Linked DNA regions of Mus musculus: regions 2 and 3 are each linked to region 1. Evidence: chromatin contacts called from public Micro-C and promoter capture Hi-C data. All regions are on one chromosome and are shown on one strand. The core of a region is the stretch at or near the end of the contact, and the rest is flanking DNA. Distances in the headings are between cores, read along the strand shown. Region 1 holds the start of 2610203C22Rik (RIKEN cDNA 2610203C22 gene). Region 2 overlaps Ppp1r42 (protein phosphatase 1, regulatory subunit 42). Region 3 holds the start of Mcmdc2 (minichromosome maintenance domain containing 2).

Region 1 (5,160 bases), core at 1,450-3,949:
AGCTAGGAAAGGGAAGGTCAAGGAGATAGAGAACCCAGGATTGCTAGGGACCAGAAGCTTAGAAAGGAGAGGGGACAGAAGGTATGTGTGTGTGTGTGTGTGTGTGTGTGTGTGTGTGTGACCATTCTTTATTACTTAGCAGTTTTGAATTGTATTGCTGTTTCTCAGGATAGTTGTTGACTGGGTAGTTGCCAGGAGAGGTTCTGCCATGCTGAGGCTTAGTTGATCTGTGAGTAGCAGATTGCAAATCACCCAGCAGTTCAGTCTTCTTTGAACGTTTTCTTTCTCAAGCATGTCTCCTTTGTGAAATAAGTTATTAATTTATGCTTATAAAGAAAAGGATGTGTAATTTTGAATCAGTGAGTGTGAGTTAAGTTCTCTTGTTGCCAAACTCAATTATTATTAGTCACTACTTTCCTAAATCTTGGCTTTCTTTATAATATAATGGAGATGCTAAAATTGCTTTCAGTTATTAGAGTGTATGGAATGCTTTGGGCCATCCCTGACTGTGCTGCTTATGTTCTCTGGTATCCTGTTTGGATTAACATTTGCCCTAGATTTTTGCAAAGAAGGAATTCTTATTGCTGTTCTTGAGGTAACCATAGATGTACTTGGTGGGCTCTGCTTTCAGCTGCCTATCCTGTTGAGCAGGGTGTGACACCAGTGTGGTGGCTGGAGTTCTCTCTTCACCTCTGGTTCCATCTGAGTGCAGCTGGGAGACCCTGTCATGCCCCTGGTCAGGAACAACATGAGGGTATTGGCTGATAAGGCCAAGTGCTATTAGACAGGTGGGTCAACTGATTTCTGGCCATGGGTAGTCAGTTGCTGCAGCCGTTTTTGCTGGTGTTGGCCATTGGTGACTTGGTGCACCAGCTCCTTGATTGATGTGACCAATGTTTTGGGCTGTGTGACATCAACTGCTCAAACTGCCTGGCTGGCAGTTAATGGGTCAGTAAAAACTGTGGGAAAGCAGAGGCTAGAGATACTTGCTGGTTCTTAGGACATTTCTAATTGACTTTGGGACGACGTCCTTTGGTTCTTGCTCTTTCTTTTCTTGGCAAAACTGGACTTACTTTTCAATACACAGATCAAATATTTCCTTCCTCTCTCAGTCATTTTTTTTTCTTTTCTTGTAACTACATATAAATACCCACACAGGTCACATAGTTTTCTAATTTTCGTATGTTGGTACCTTTCATGAACTATGGCACATAAAAGCATGCTTTGTCTCTGCCCACCTGGTGTCCAGTCTTGGAGGTTGAAAAGTGAGTTGATTTTGATTTCAACATCAACATGATCTTGCTTACCCACTCTTGAGCTGCGTTTTTAAAATAAATAAATATGTATTTATTCTTGTGCCATGTGTATGTGTTTTGCCTGAGTGCATATATGTGTACCAAGTACATGCCTAGTGCCTATGAAGTCGGAAAAGGGTGTGGAATCCCCAAAATATGGGTGCTGAGATCTTGGGTCTTCTGCAAGAGCAGCATGTTTTCCCCAATGCTGAATTGTCCCCATAGCCCTCACTGTGAGCTTCTTTAAATTCTCCTCTTTTTTCCATTGTTTTCTTTCTGCTGTCTCAAACTTCCACATCTCTTTCTCCATTTATTTCTTCTAGGATCTGTGTCCTGATCATTTCTTCTCACTCTGCTAAATTCTATTACTTTTAGATGACTTTTGCTTTTTGTCTTCTTTGAGAGAAGGCAGGATCTGCATTGCAAAGTGTAGCATTAAATTGTGAAGTGGGGGGGGGGGATGGCATGTTTCTGAAACCTTTGTCACAAATACAGGTTTCTTGGTGGAGGAGCCCCTTCCTTCTGGAGACCACCTCCACACTCAAAGAATAACTGAAGTGGGAACTGGGCCAGTGGTTTTATTTTCTGCACAAGCACCGCCAAAGCACAACAAAGAGGCTGGAAGTATCCCCAGGTGGAGGTATGTTCTCATGTCATCAGGAAGCCTACCTGCTTTCCCTGTACCCTGCCCCCTCTCACCACATGCCGCAGGGGATTTTTTTTTTTTTAAGTCAGAAAGGCTGGGGCATTGACCTGTGTTATGTACACTGTTTGTACTGTTGCCCTGGACACTGGGATGACAACTGAGCCACTGTCTTTCACAACTAGCTTGCTTACCTGCTGAGTAATGGGCTGGCTGAGGGCCCTTTTTGGCCTCCTTCCTTGGCTTCCAGCCTTTTGGAGGCACAAGCAACGTTTTCTTTCTAAAAGGAAATTTCGGCTCTCATCAGGAACATGAAGGCCTTTCTGACCTTTTAATCATCTATAGGGAAGATAAAAGTCCATCTTGGATGGAGGATCACATGAGCTGAGGTACTTTAAGCACTTAGCTCAGAGCCCACCACATGTAAACTACATACACCAGTGCCTGTTAACTGTCTATCTGTCTTCACATGCAACAGTCCACTGAACCCAGAGAGGAATCCCAGAAGATCTGTAGCTTTAACCTGAGGATTCAGAGGCTAGGAATAGAGCCTTTTACACTCCTCCTTGGGCTGGGAGAGCAGAGAGTAAGTAGCCAGAACAGGAAGCATCTTTCCTCTTCCTACTTCCCCTGAGCTCCATCTTTAGCCCTCTCCTAAGGAAGAGCATGACACAGATGCGGAAGCATAGTTTACAATAGCATCCAGCTGCAGAGCAGTCTGCTGGCAAGAGCCTGGACAGGCCCTAGAGAACGAAGAGGACGAAGATGACAAGCAGCTTTGAATTCCTTCTGGTATGTCTACAAAGTGACAAGGGTACAGGTCCACCTGTGTGTGTGGGTGTGTGTGTGTGTGTGTGTGTGTGTGAGAGAGAGAGAGAGAGAGAGAGAGAGAAGTGTCCTTTCATTTCTGAGGCATAAAGGGAGATCTCTGTAGATAAGAGGGCTCTCTCCTCCCTGCCTCCACACTGTCCCTGCTCCTCTGCAAGGACAGAGAATTTTCATGGAATAGTCTCCTGGATTTATGGCCGTGAGGCTTGTGTGTGAGACTACATAGCCTGCTTTCCTGGTGAGGTCACTGTTTCTTGAGTTATTGTCTTGCTTTACTTGGCCTGCATGAATAACAAGAATGTGGTGCAGAGGGCTTATTTATGAAGTACCAAATCTCTGCCTGGTTATACCTTACCAAGCAAGCTTCCCATCAGACCTGACTCCTCAGGAGCACTTTAGTCCTAGGGTCTGGTTTGAAGTCTAGTGAGGCTAAATGAGCAGGGCTGGGCCTTCTTCCTCCGAGTTGGAGCAGACAGACAAAAGCCTGTGGTCTCCTAAGCCAATGCACTTTGTAGGTTTCAGTTGAGGACTAATTTTGCTGGTAGGGAATGCAGGCAGGAGGCCAAAGGCAGCAGTTGGCAGCAAGTAGACTCTTTTGAATTCAAAAGAGTCGTCACCACCCACATCTTGCTTCTGAGCCAAGCAAGGGTCACTGGCCCGGACTGACCTGGCACACTGGGTGACCACCTGGGGCTGCAGGATCAGCCCAAATGCTACAGTGGGAAATGGAGAGCCTTGTGTTCAGCCGCCCTGGAGCCCTTCCCCTGCCCACCTTCTTCTGAGAGAGAACCCTGGACCCTGGCTCAGGAAATGATTCTATTTTCAGTTCCTGCCTGGCTGGCTGAATCACTCACTGCTCGCCACCCGTCCCTGCTTCTTCTGAATGGGGCGGATTATCACACCATATGTTAATGCAATTCACAATTTGCAAAGCCCGGTTAGGCTTGGGCTCTGTTGAGTTTTCATCAGCCGGTGAGGTAGATCGGGTAGGTAATTTAATTTGAATGCAAAATAGAGGTTCAAAGAAACTCAGGCAGCAAGGAGGCTCACCACTGTGAGGTGGGGTCTGGCACCCGGCTTCTCACTTGGCAGCAGTTTCTACACTGTCAGGGGTTCACAGCTCTTGGGCTGAATGGCAGGGGACCCTGCTAACAGTTTCCTGTCTTCTTTATAGAGGACATTTGCTTCAGAAGGGTGTTAGGCTGTGGGAGTGCAAAGAATTTAAAATCTTACTTTCTAGTCTCAAATTGAGTCTCAGATTCATCTCTCCAATCCCTAAGGTTTATATGACCCACAACAACGTAAAGGGCAACCCCTTCTTGCTCCGATCCATTTCATGCTTGTGTGGCCTATACTTTAGCCTATAAGACAGGTACATTCTAATGCATTGTCTCTAGGACAGTCCAGCTTTTAAGAACTGGCAGAACCTGGGCAAATGGCTGGCAAGGATGAATACTGGTCATAATACTAATGGAGCCTTCCATCCTTCAAGCCTGTAGGGTATTGCCCAAGACTATTATCCACAGAGAAGTTGGTGAGAACCCTAAGGGAGGGGCTCAGTAACCAGGGACAACATGGAGGGAGGCTCAGGGTAGTCCCAGGCATTTTTAGCTACTGTGGAAGTGCTCCAATAGTCTCACTTGAGTAGCCACACTAATACAAATCAGCTGCATATTGGCCCAGGTAATTTTGTTTAATCATTTCTGGGACAAGGAGGCAGGTAGGATATTTTCTTTTTCAACCAATGAAGAAAGTGAACTCAGAAATCTGCATGAGGTTCTACAGCCACTCAAGTTCTCGTTGTCACGTTTGAAGTGCAGAGCACGGGATACCCAAGACTTTGGGTGGAGGAGATGACAGTCCTGGCTGGTCAGAGTATTGGGGTCTGAGGCCCTACTGAGGTCAAAGGGTGAGAGGTGTGGGGAAAACAAGGAAGGGAACTGAAAAGTGTGTGTGTGTGTTTATGGAAAGTTGCTGAGCTGAGGGGACAACAGAGAGAAACAAGCTTGCTCTCACTGATTAGATTTGGTTTGAGCTAGTCCTGGGTGGTACCAAGAAACAATTTGCATAGTTTGTGCTGCCTCTTGTCTTTATCTAAAGGTTGGCATCTGGGGAACATGTGTGCTCTTGGAGCATTACCTATAGAATCTAATATGTTACAAATAGCTGCGTCCTATTTAGTGAGAGCTGCTGCTGAACCCCTCATGTTCCCCCAACCCTTTGCCAATCTCTCTGTTTCCTGGCTGGTGGAAGGCTTAGCTCAATGGAGTGTCACACAGGACACAGGATGATGAGGTGTGGCTCTCTGTGAATCAAGCCCTGGAGATCAGGTGGTTGAATAGAACGCTTACTTTGTTTCTTTGTGGGTAGGCCTCCAAATATGGGTCAGCATTT
Region 2 (5,160 bases), core at 1,676-4,175, 360 kb before region 1:
GAATACAGAGCAGAGGAAAAGAGGGCATGGAGAGCTCCAGGGCAGGTTTGCAGAACAAGGTCATTTTGGTCAAGCAGAGTTGGAGTGTCTTTGAGACATTCCAGAAAAACACCAAATTAAGTTGGATGTGTGAGGATACCTATAATGCAGAGGTCAGATGAGTGTAGGACGTCCACATACTATTGGGCAATGAAGACAGCACTGTGGATGCAGATATGGAAGGAGGTATTGTTTTCTGTACAGTGGACACGGTGGTGGGCTTCGGGAGGAAGGCTTATTTCTAACTGAATGGGCCCTCTCCTGTGAACCAGGGTATGGAAAGAAACATTGTTTTTGAAGGAATAGATGTCAAGTATAGAAAGGGAAGGAGTTCCTGATGGAGCTTGATGGGTTAGCATCTTCCACTGTCTCTGTGGGTACAGTCAGCTCTGGAAGACACTGGTGCTCTGAGGACTGTTTACAGCACTGTCACCACACAGTCTTTTCAGGCTCTCTCAGTTCAGTGAGCTCTTCTCACGGATGAATCCAGGTAACGGTTCACTGTGTACACTGTTGTCTTCTATGAGATGTGCTCTTGTCTCTCAGAAACAACTGTTATAAAACAGTGTAGTCATATATGTGAGATGTCTAAAGTCAGAGCTTGGTTACTTAAGGAGCCACAGATTCCCAGGATGCAGAATCACCGAGGGATAAGGGGATGGTCCACAGATTGTAATGCCCCAAAGAACGGAGGCTCACAAATTCCATGACTGCTAACATTTGGTTCAGGGCCTTTTCAGCCTGTGGAAGTGCCCAATGGTTGAGGAAACAGAAGAATTGTTCTACAGCCTCCTAGCTTCACATGGAGTCAGAGACCTTACCGTAGCAGCAGTAGCAGCTGCACCACACCAACTTCTTCAGCAGACCCCGTGCTCAGAACCTGCATTTCAACAGGTTGCTGTTGTTGTTTGTTTGGTAAAGATTTACTTATTTATTATATGTAAGTACACTGTAGCTGTCATCAGACACCAGAAGAGGGAATCAGGTCTTGTTACAGATGGTTGTGAGTTACCATGTGGTTGCTGGGATTTGAACTCAGGACCTTCAGAAGAACAGTCAGTGCTCTTAACCGCTGAGCCATCTCTCCAGCCCCCCGTGATTCTTTTTTAAAATTTAAAATTACAGTTTATAATTTTCTGTGTGTGGATGTAGTGTGTGTGTGTGTGTGTGTGTGTGTGTGTGTGTATTAAGCAGTGGGCAAGTTCTAAGAGTTAGTTTTCAACTTTACCCACGTGGACCCCAGTCAGACTTGGTGACAAGTTACCTGCTGACAAGGTGACTGACTTAGTTACCTGCTGAGCCATCCCACAGGCTCCCCCTGGTGATTGCTAATGCACATGAAACTTTGAGAAGCATGACTCAGCAGGTCTGGTGTGGTGGATAAAGGGAAGGATAGCAGCCAGAGAAGGAACACTGCACGTTAGGATGTAAGAGAGGACCCCATAAGAGATGGCCAGGATCCAAAAAGCTGAGTAGAAGGGAAAGGAGATGTGAGATCACAGGCAGAATACTGAGAAACTATTAGCCAAAGAAGGCCTACTGACCTCCTTCTCCAGGAGGAGAGAAGGTTTAAGCCAGATGATGATGATGACAGTAACTTCGTTGACTCAGGAGCTCTACATTAAATGACATTTCACAACTGTTTTGTTTTTGTATTTCTTTCCTGTAACCTCTTTAAACAGGCATGTGTCAATATATAAAAACACCAAATAGTTTATGATTTAAGTTTAACTTAAATTTATAAAAGTTGTTTGTGGCCGGGTGTGGTGGCGCACGCCTTTAATCCCAGCACTTGGGAGGCAGAGGCAGGCGGAATTTTGAGTTCGAGGCCAGCCTGGTCTACAAAGTGAGTTCCAGGACAGCCAGGGCTATACAGAGAAACCCTGTCTCAAAAAACCTAAACAAACAAACAAACAAACAAATAAATAAAAAGTTGTTTGTGGGTGCCGCTTGAGTCCTGAGCTTTACTAGACGAACATTATTCAAGTTGCTAAAGCTATACAAAGTCAAATGCATGTGCAAAAAAAAAAAAAAAAAAAAAAAAAAAAAGAAAGAAAGAAAGAAAAGAAAAAAAAGAAAAGAAACCTTGAAAGAATAACAACAAAAAAATCCTTAGTCTCTGCCTACAGTTTTTATGTCTGCAAAGTTTTCCAAATCAATAAAATGACCTGAGTTCATCTCACAGTCAGATTCATTAGTGATTTACTTCATTGGTTTTCTGGTGACCATTTATCATGAGGTATAGAATTCTCAGGATGAATGGGAAAAGTAAAAAACGTGACATGTTTGCCTCTTATATAAACTAAATATTTGATTTATAATACACAAATGAACAAACCACGATAGCCTGTCATGTTTTCTTAGTTTCTAATTTATTCAACCTCTGCTCAATATTGATCCTGGCAAGCTTCATGGCCCAAAGATAAATTTATTCACTCCACACTTTAGTCAGGAACAAGCCAAAAATTATAGATTTCTCCCAGGCAGATGATGACAGGCAGTCAGAGGGATGACAAATGGCTGTCTTTAGATTTAGTAAGGACAGTTGGGCCAGACATTTCCGATAAAGATTGGAGTATGCTGGTCAGGTTCATCACAGTCATTAAAGCTGAGACCGCCTGCCACAAACACCCAGGCAGGAGCAGGGCACCAGCCTGCAGGGAAAGACAATTGGCCACTCAGAATTTTGCAGTGCGCCTCTAAGCGATAGCATGACATGATCATTTATCAAACAGAGACTGTCCAGAAAAGTGTCTGGTGCCTTGAGTAATTTATCGAGGGGCAGGAGAGTGAAAGGATTTTATTAAGGACAGGAAGGCAATGAACAACCAGAGCGTATCCAAAGGGTAATCATATTTCAGAACAGGATTAGTTTAGCCTTAAGTAAACATACACTGGAGGGAGTGTGTCCAGGGTCATTTATCAAGTGAGGAATAATTAACAAAACTCCAAGCACTTTTTATCTGTATCAGTGTAAAGTTCTCTTGTTATGGGCATCATATTCAACAGTATGAAACATACAACACACAGTCCCTTAGAGTAAGAGGAATACAGAACTCTTGCACAGCTATGGCTGTGTTAAACCTGGAACAAAGGATTCAAAAAGGAGCAAAATCTAAGGTCTGAGACTGAGGGCTGAAGTTCTAGTTTTGAGACAGCTTTCTTACATGAAGGTAACTACTTGTTGTGCAACGGGTCAGAAGCTTCATCTTTAATTTTTGCTCTGTTAATCAAAATTAAGAGAAGGGGATTCAACTGAAGAACTGCAGGGCAAGCAAAGGCCTACGGACTTACCTGTTTTGTTCCCTGAACTTTGTATGCCATGATGATTAATTCTAAGCAATGACTTGTAAATAAAGACAGGAAACCAGGCACTGGAGGCTCACACATTTAATTCCAGCACTCAGGAGGCAGAGGCAAGTGGATCTCTGAGTTCAAGTTCAGACTTATCTACAAAGGGAGAGTTCCAGAACAACACAGAGAAGCCCTGTGCTGAAAAACCAAATAATAATAATAATAATGATGATAATAATAATAATAATAATAACAGTAATAGAGACTGGTGCACAGTAAGCAAAAGCCCCAGGAGCCAGAGGGCTGCTTCTGAGAAGACAATTCCTGTTTTCCCAAGTTATTTGTTTTGAGCCCTCTGAGTCAAGCATAGACTAAACTCTAGAGCTACATATATACCTTCAGAAAGTCACTATTTTGAAAAGATATCTGCATTATTTTTTTTCCAGTTTTTTGAAACAGGGTTTCTTTGTGCATCTCTGCTGTCCTGGAACTTGCTTGTAGACCAAATTGGCCTTGAACCCAGAGATCTATCTGCTTGTTTTTACCTTCCAAGTGCTGGGATTAAGGTGTGTGCCACCAACACCCGGCACACACCTATGTGTTTGTTGTGCTATTTTTTTTTTTAAGTAATCAAGATGTAGTCACAACTAAAGTGCACTGCATTACTTTTGTTTGTTTGTTTGATGTTGTTTTTGTTTTTGTATTTCAAAACAGGGTTTCTCTGTGTAGCCCTGGCTGTCCTAAAACTCACTCCGTAGACCAGGCTGGCCTTAAAATCACAGAGATCCACCTGCCTCTGCCTCCTGAGTGCGGGGATATTGATTGCTTATGCATTTTATGTAGGTGAGTACAATAAAGACATTCACTGCTGCCACCCAGCCCTGTATTTCTTCTTAAAACTAACTCTTTGGGCATATATAAAACACTCCAAGCATATATGCTTTTGTCAAATAGTAATTAAAGGAACATTTATCTTTTTAAAATTTATTTATTTATTTATTTATTTATTATATGTAAGTACACTGTAGCTGTCTGTCTTCAGACACACCAGAAGAGGGCATCAGATCTCATTACGGATGGTTGTGAGCCACCATGTGGTTGCTGGATTTGAACTCAGTACCTTTGGAAGAACAGTGGGGTGCTCTCACCTGCTGAGCCACCTCACCAGCCCTGGAATATTTATTTTTAAAGAGCGGTGGAGAGAAAGCAAGAAAAAGAATGGCAGGAAGACAAAGGACTGGGGTGGGGGAGGGAGGAGGGTGCGGTAGGGGTGGGTGTTGACACTGACTGAGGAAAGAGATGCAATAGGGAGAGAGGAGGTAAGGCAAGAAGCCTGGAAGGCTGCTTCCAAATGCCTCTCATTGGCCTTCCTCACCACTGTGGGACCTGTGAACTGTGAATCACTCTTTAAATATCATGTCATTTCTGGTAAGCTATAAAAGCATGCAAATAGTTATCAAGAAATATAAAACAAAGCTGACTGTGATGATATACACTTCTGATTCCAGGACTCTGTAGGCAGAGGCAGGTAGATCTCTGTGAGTTTGAGGCCAGCCTGGTCTACACAGTAAATGCCAGACCAGTCAGGTCTACACAATGAGACCTTGTCAAAACTAAAACCAAACCAAAAAATAAATACAAACAAAATAAACAAACAGAAAAACAGCAACAACAACAAAAGAAGTAAAAGGAAATTATAACCCCAGTAAGATTATAATTTCAAAAGAAGTCCCTAGGCCCTAAAGAGATGAGCCAGGCATAACTGCTCAATGTGGTCTCCAGGTGATGTACAGGCGAGTACTTTTTTTTTTCTGTTTTGCAGTCTGA
Region 3 (5,160 bases), core at 1,011-3,510, 280 kb before region 1:
CAAACATAGAACATTATACTGTAGAGGTGGAGAGGGGAATATAAAATGTTCACTTGAGCAGAAAATATTAGAAACAAGATATGTCATGCGATCATTGTGATATTGTTAGGAATGGTATGATTAAGATTGGACCCTGTGTTTAAGAAATCCAACTTAGAGAGGCCAGAAATAATGACTAACACATTATTGAAACATTATCAAATATTATTATCTATAATTTATTGGCTAGCTCACTTTCCTTAGGCACCAGTAATGCAAAGATGAGCAAAACACAGTGTCTATACTTTAAAGAGCAAAGCGTGTAAATCAGCTATGCGAACAACTGTATGATAACTTGTAATAGGAATATGAACAGGTTAGTGGCCACAGAACATGATAAGTGAAAAGCTTCATAAATTTGGGCTCATTATCATGTATTTTTCTACTGCTTTGGACTCTTGGTTGATGACAGAAGGTAACAAGGAAGCCATGCATTCCACTTCAAAGGGATAAAGTGAGTTTATTTTTGTGTGGCTCTAAGTACAATAATGCTATTCTAGCTTGCTTGACCAGCATGCACAAGGCTGGGCTCAATCCCAGCACCACCTAAATAAATAAATAAATACATACATACATACATACATACATACATACATTTTGGTTTTAGTAGGTGAATATTTCTATAATGGGAGAGTTTTCCAAAGATACCGGCTAACACCCCCATTAGGAGTCATATATCACTGATTTTATCCACCCAGTACCTATAGTTCAGGATACTTTGCACAGAAAAGTAAGTGGCTACCCTTTTGTTATTATATCGGGGTCAAAATTAATAATTTTGAAGGTTGACATTGTTATAATATCAGCTTTTTGCTAGGTATGCTCATGGACACATTTAATGCCAATGATCAGGAAGCAGAGGCACCCAGGTCCCTGAAGTCTAGGCTAGCCTGGTCTGCAGATGGAGGATAGCCATTGAATCTGTGTCTCAAAACCAAACCACCACCACCACCAAGAACAAAAACAGGTTTCTGAAGTTGGATGACATTGAGTGAAATGGTTGTGTAAATTTAGAATAAGTTTTTGAAGTGCAAAATAATTATATAAGGAAAGAGAAGTTTACAAAGTTTTTGAAAACAGAATCGTCCTTTTTTTTTAAAAAAAATATATTTTGGAAATTAGCTCCTTCATGTTGCCTGTGTGAAGAATGCTTTGAAACTAAACAGCCAATTATCAGTTTTCAACTAGTGTTGTATTTCTAAGAGATGGATGGACCAGCCCAGGGTATTTGAAACAAAACGGAATGGAGGAGATAATTCTAGAATTTTAAAGACTCTAATTCTGGGCTTCATGACCAACCTGTACCACACAGAGAGGAAAAAATTCAGTCGAGGCCAGGTCATGGTTGCAGACATTCAGTAGGTTGGGCAGACTGAGTTCAAAGTTAGTCTCTAGCAGATAGGTGGTAGCACACAGCCTTGATCCCAGCACTCAGGAGGCAGAGGCAGGGATATCGCTGTGAGCTCCATGATGGGAAGGGCTCTGCAAAGAAACCAAGTCTCGAAAAGCAAAACAAAACAAAACAAAACGGTAGTCTTTGTAGCCGTGGGCTACATAATGAGCTCTAGGGTAGTCTGAGTTGCATAACAAAGCCCTGTCTAGAAATCAAGGTTTGTTATGTCCAAGGCTGGGCTTCATCACAGCACCGCCAAACAAGTGAATTTTCATTTATCAGGTGCGTGTGCCGCAGACTCTTGAAAGTCAGCTAGGCAGGAAAGGACACAAGAAGTTGAGTCTGGAGTTCAGGGCCTTCAAAAGATGGGCATAGAGCCCAACTGTCTGCCCAAAATTGTCATGCTGGGCAGAAGTGGCACGCGCCACTCAGCAGGCAGAGAGGCAGGAGCATCTCTGGGTTTGAGGTCAGCCTGGTCTACAGAGCAAGTTCCAGGACGGACATACGGACTGACAGACAGACAGTCTTGGGGATGAACGCATTTGCAAGTAGGGGATTATGAGGAGAAAAGGACACAGAACAGGCCACCGGAATAATCCAAGTTTTCCCTTCTGTCAGCGCTGAGGGAACCCTGAGGAGATGCGGAGACCAAGGCCCAAACACCTCAGGACTCAGCCACTAGAGAGAACCCGCTTGGCTCGCCGGCCCTGCAGCTCCTCAGGAGACTCCAGTGCCTTCGACCTGGCTATGTTGCCACCTCTGGAATAAGACTCACCTGCACTGCAGGACCCGCGTGGGCTACAGAGGGCCTCCTGCGCACGCGCACTCTCCCAACTGTCGGGCGCGCGCGGGGTCTGCCGGGACCGCAGCCCTTCTGTCACCAGGGCAACCAGTCTCACCTATATAGTGCTGTTTGCTCCCGCAAGGCAAAGAGATGGAGATTCTTTTGCTTTTGCTGTTATCTAATCCAAGACAATATCTGTATGAAAAAAATTTCAATTTCTGCTGGTGGAAATGCGAAATAGCGTCGTAAACTTCGGAAACTGTGGTAGCCTCTCAAACGGCTAATTCCAAGAGAATTGAAAATATGCATCCACAGAAAATCTTGTATATGTAAATTCATACTATTACTCAAAATTGCCCCGAAGTGAATGTCTTGACTTCCAACTAGCGTCAAACAGCTGTGGTATAGCAACACAAAACAACACTATATTCCCTTGAATTAAAAAGAGAATTAAGGGATAGCACAATACTATGGCTTTTGAGTGCACTGTGCAAGAGGAAAGGCACAAAGTCATATGTTGTATGTTGCCATTCATGTATGAAATAGGATAGGCAAACATGAATACAAATTTATGATTACCTAGGGCTTGGTAAAGCAGTGAAAAGTGATTGATAATGAGTAGGGGACTTCCCCCCTAAAATGTAGTAAAATACACATAACAAAATGTACCATTTTAGCCATTCTTGAGTGGAAGCTGAATGTCATAGAACTGTAACACTGTTTCCAGTACATAATTATCTTCCCCTAACTTTGTACCATTTAGTGATTCCCTAAGTTCCTGGCAATAACCATTCTGTCTTTAAAATTAGCTACTCCAGAACTCATAAATGGAACAAATACAGCATTTATTGTCTTGTGCCTTTTATTCTACTTCATAAAATGTCCTTAAGGCTCATCCATGTTGTAGGATGTTAGAATGGTCTTCATTTGTAGTATTCCATTCCATGGATTCTTTTCTTGGTGCTGGGAACTGACACTGAACCTCCAGGCCCTATCGGTTGTTTGTGAGGTAATGGAGATATCCTAAAGTTGAATAAATTCTGAAGAAAGTCTGTCATTTGTTGATTTTGAGACAGGGTCTTTCTACTATAACCCAGGATAGCCTTACATATACCTTGTAGTCCAGGCTGGCTGTGAACTCAGTTCATAGCATAGGCAAGTCTTCAATTCACAATTTTGCCTCAGCTTTCAAGTATATTTAGGTACTTATAGGTACATTTCACTATATCAGGCATTTTAAAATGGATGAATTCTATAGTATAAGAATTAAAGATCATAGAAGCTTTACCAAACAACAAAAGCACTAAAATTTGGACTAGCTCAAGTGTACTACTTGGCAAAGTAGGCCTTCTTCCTCTTCAGGGGTAAAGGTTTCAGTTAAGAAATACTATGTAACATATTGCCCCACAGCTGTAGCCACATGTACCAGCACGTTTTCCCTTTTGCATTTTTGTGTTGACTCTGGTTGTTTGCTGACTTAGTAAACATGACAACACGGCCTTTTGACACTTTGATTCCAAATTTGAAGGACAGTTTTTGTTGTTGATGTTTAAATCTAAGTGAAAAGCAAAGCAATTAAAGTCATGACTCCAGCAGTCAATGACAGCTGACACATGCACAATGTGTCACATGTCATATCACAATGTGACACATGCACAGCTCACACACTGACAATACAGGGCTTGCACCCACTGCTGCTTTCATGTCACTAGGAATCACAACAGTCATTATACATTATTTTGTATTCTTATGGCCCCTGTGGAAGGGCCTGGGTAGTGATCCATCTTGACTGTTAAGTGGATGGGATTTGAAGTCACCAGGGAAACATGAATCTTCGTGGATCTGTGAGAACTTTCCCAGAGAGGCTTAAGAAGGGGAGATCTGCCCTAAATGTGGTGCAGCACCCTGTGGACGGAGATCTTGGACTCACAAGAGGGAACTCATGAAATATCAGCTTTTATCTTTGATTCCTGACTGAAGACCCAATGTAACCAACTGCTTGGCACTTTGGCCACTATAGTTGTAGCATGCTCGTCTCCTGCCAGAACGGACCGTTCCCTCAAACTGAGCAAATCCAAAGTCACTCTTAAGTTGCTTCTGTTTGCTATGTGTTACACGATGGACAAGAGCCATGGGCAGCCTGGGATTTTCCCAATCTCCCATTCCAACACACACTGAAAACTCTCACCACCAGTTTTGACTAGGGAGTGCATGTGTGCTATAATTCTGGATAGTGAGACAGACCCCAAGGAATGAAGTCTGCTGTGGAGCTTCTCAAGTAGGGAAATTAAGGATCTTTTCTCTCCTTTGCTTAGATATTCTCATACCTGAATGCAACTCCTCAGAATGTCACAGGCATCTCTGTCCACAAAAGAATTAATCAGAAGATGAAAGTAGGTGAGGAAAGACTCTAGGGGAGGACATATAGGACCAAAAGAGGTGGAGGTCTGAGGGAACTGCCAGGAATGAACTTCCAATACCCCTTCACCATATACCAGAACCCCAGAGACACCAGGCTGCAGAGACCAATGGTTTCTACTTGCCGCCCCCCCCCCCCCCCCCCCCGGCATCATGTGGAACCTGCTGGAGCCAGAGGGATCTGGAAATGTCACATTGCAACTGGGTATAACAGAGTGGCCAGTTCACTTTGTAAGTATTTTTTCTTACTTTATTTTGATTTCCTCTTTTCCACATAAGGATCACAATGGCTGTGCTTGTGTATCAGTTGTTTCAGGATTAGTCTTCAGTCAGGTCTTAGTCTTCAGCCATATACACACCCCTTGTTTTCTTTCTCTCATGGTTACCCATTCCCTTAATTGTAACTTTCCATAAATTTAACACTATCTAAATCTGTGGACCCTAATGCACCCCAACTCTCCCTTCCCAGTTATTTTGTTTGAATGATTTTCCCAATCAGATTAGTACTTAACCTTTTTTCTTATGC

The links. Promoter capture Hi-C pulls out the DNA fragments that hold promoters and counts their contacts. Hi-C and Micro-C count contacts between places; a contact is called where the count stands out from the background.
Region 2: a promoter capture Hi-C map of liver shows a contact between it and region 1, with 2.0 times the contacts expected there. The contact joins the enhancer-like site here to the promoter of 2610203C22Rik in region 1. A contact is called at or near these places in 7 of 39 promoter capture datasets (the C10 cell line, cranial neural crest, frontonasal cranial neural crest and 3 more) and 1 of 484 Hi-C or Micro-C datasets (liver).
Region 3: a Micro-C map of embryonic stem cells shows a contact between it and region 1, with 2.2 times the contacts expected there. The contact joins the promoter of Mcmdc2 here to the promoter of 2610203C22Rik in region 1. A contact is called at or near these places in 5 of 39 promoter capture datasets (hippocampal neurons, liver, pre-B cells and 1 more), 1 of 484 Hi-C or Micro-C datasets (embryonic stem cells) and 1 of 9 other capture datasets (adipose tissue).

Annotation. Positions count from the first base shown.
Region 1 is chr1:9,628,631-9,633,790 of GRCm38.p6, reverse strand. It overlaps 2610203C22Rik (RIKEN cDNA 2610203C22 gene), which reads left to right and starts at 2,699. Exons shown (of 5, transcript NR_015470.1): 1 at 2,699-2,730.
Region 2 is chr1:9,986,391-9,991,550 of GRCm38.p6, reverse strand. The region is part of intron 5 of Ppp1r42 (protein phosphatase 1, regulatory subunit 42); the gene reads left to right. Among named protein-coding and RNA genes, the nearest start is that of Ppp1r42, 20 kb to the left of the region's middle. Within about 2 kb of position 2,925, at least 14 of the 459 cell types and tissues checked have an H3K27ac peak or open chromatin away from gene starts, as enhancers often do. A contact at or near this core is called in liver, where this site is marked.
Region 3 is chr1:9,905,738-9,910,897 of GRCm38.p6, reverse strand. It overlaps Mcmdc2 (minichromosome maintenance domain containing 2), which reads right to left and starts at 2,260. Exons shown (of 15, transcript NM_177722.3): 1 at 2,208-2,260.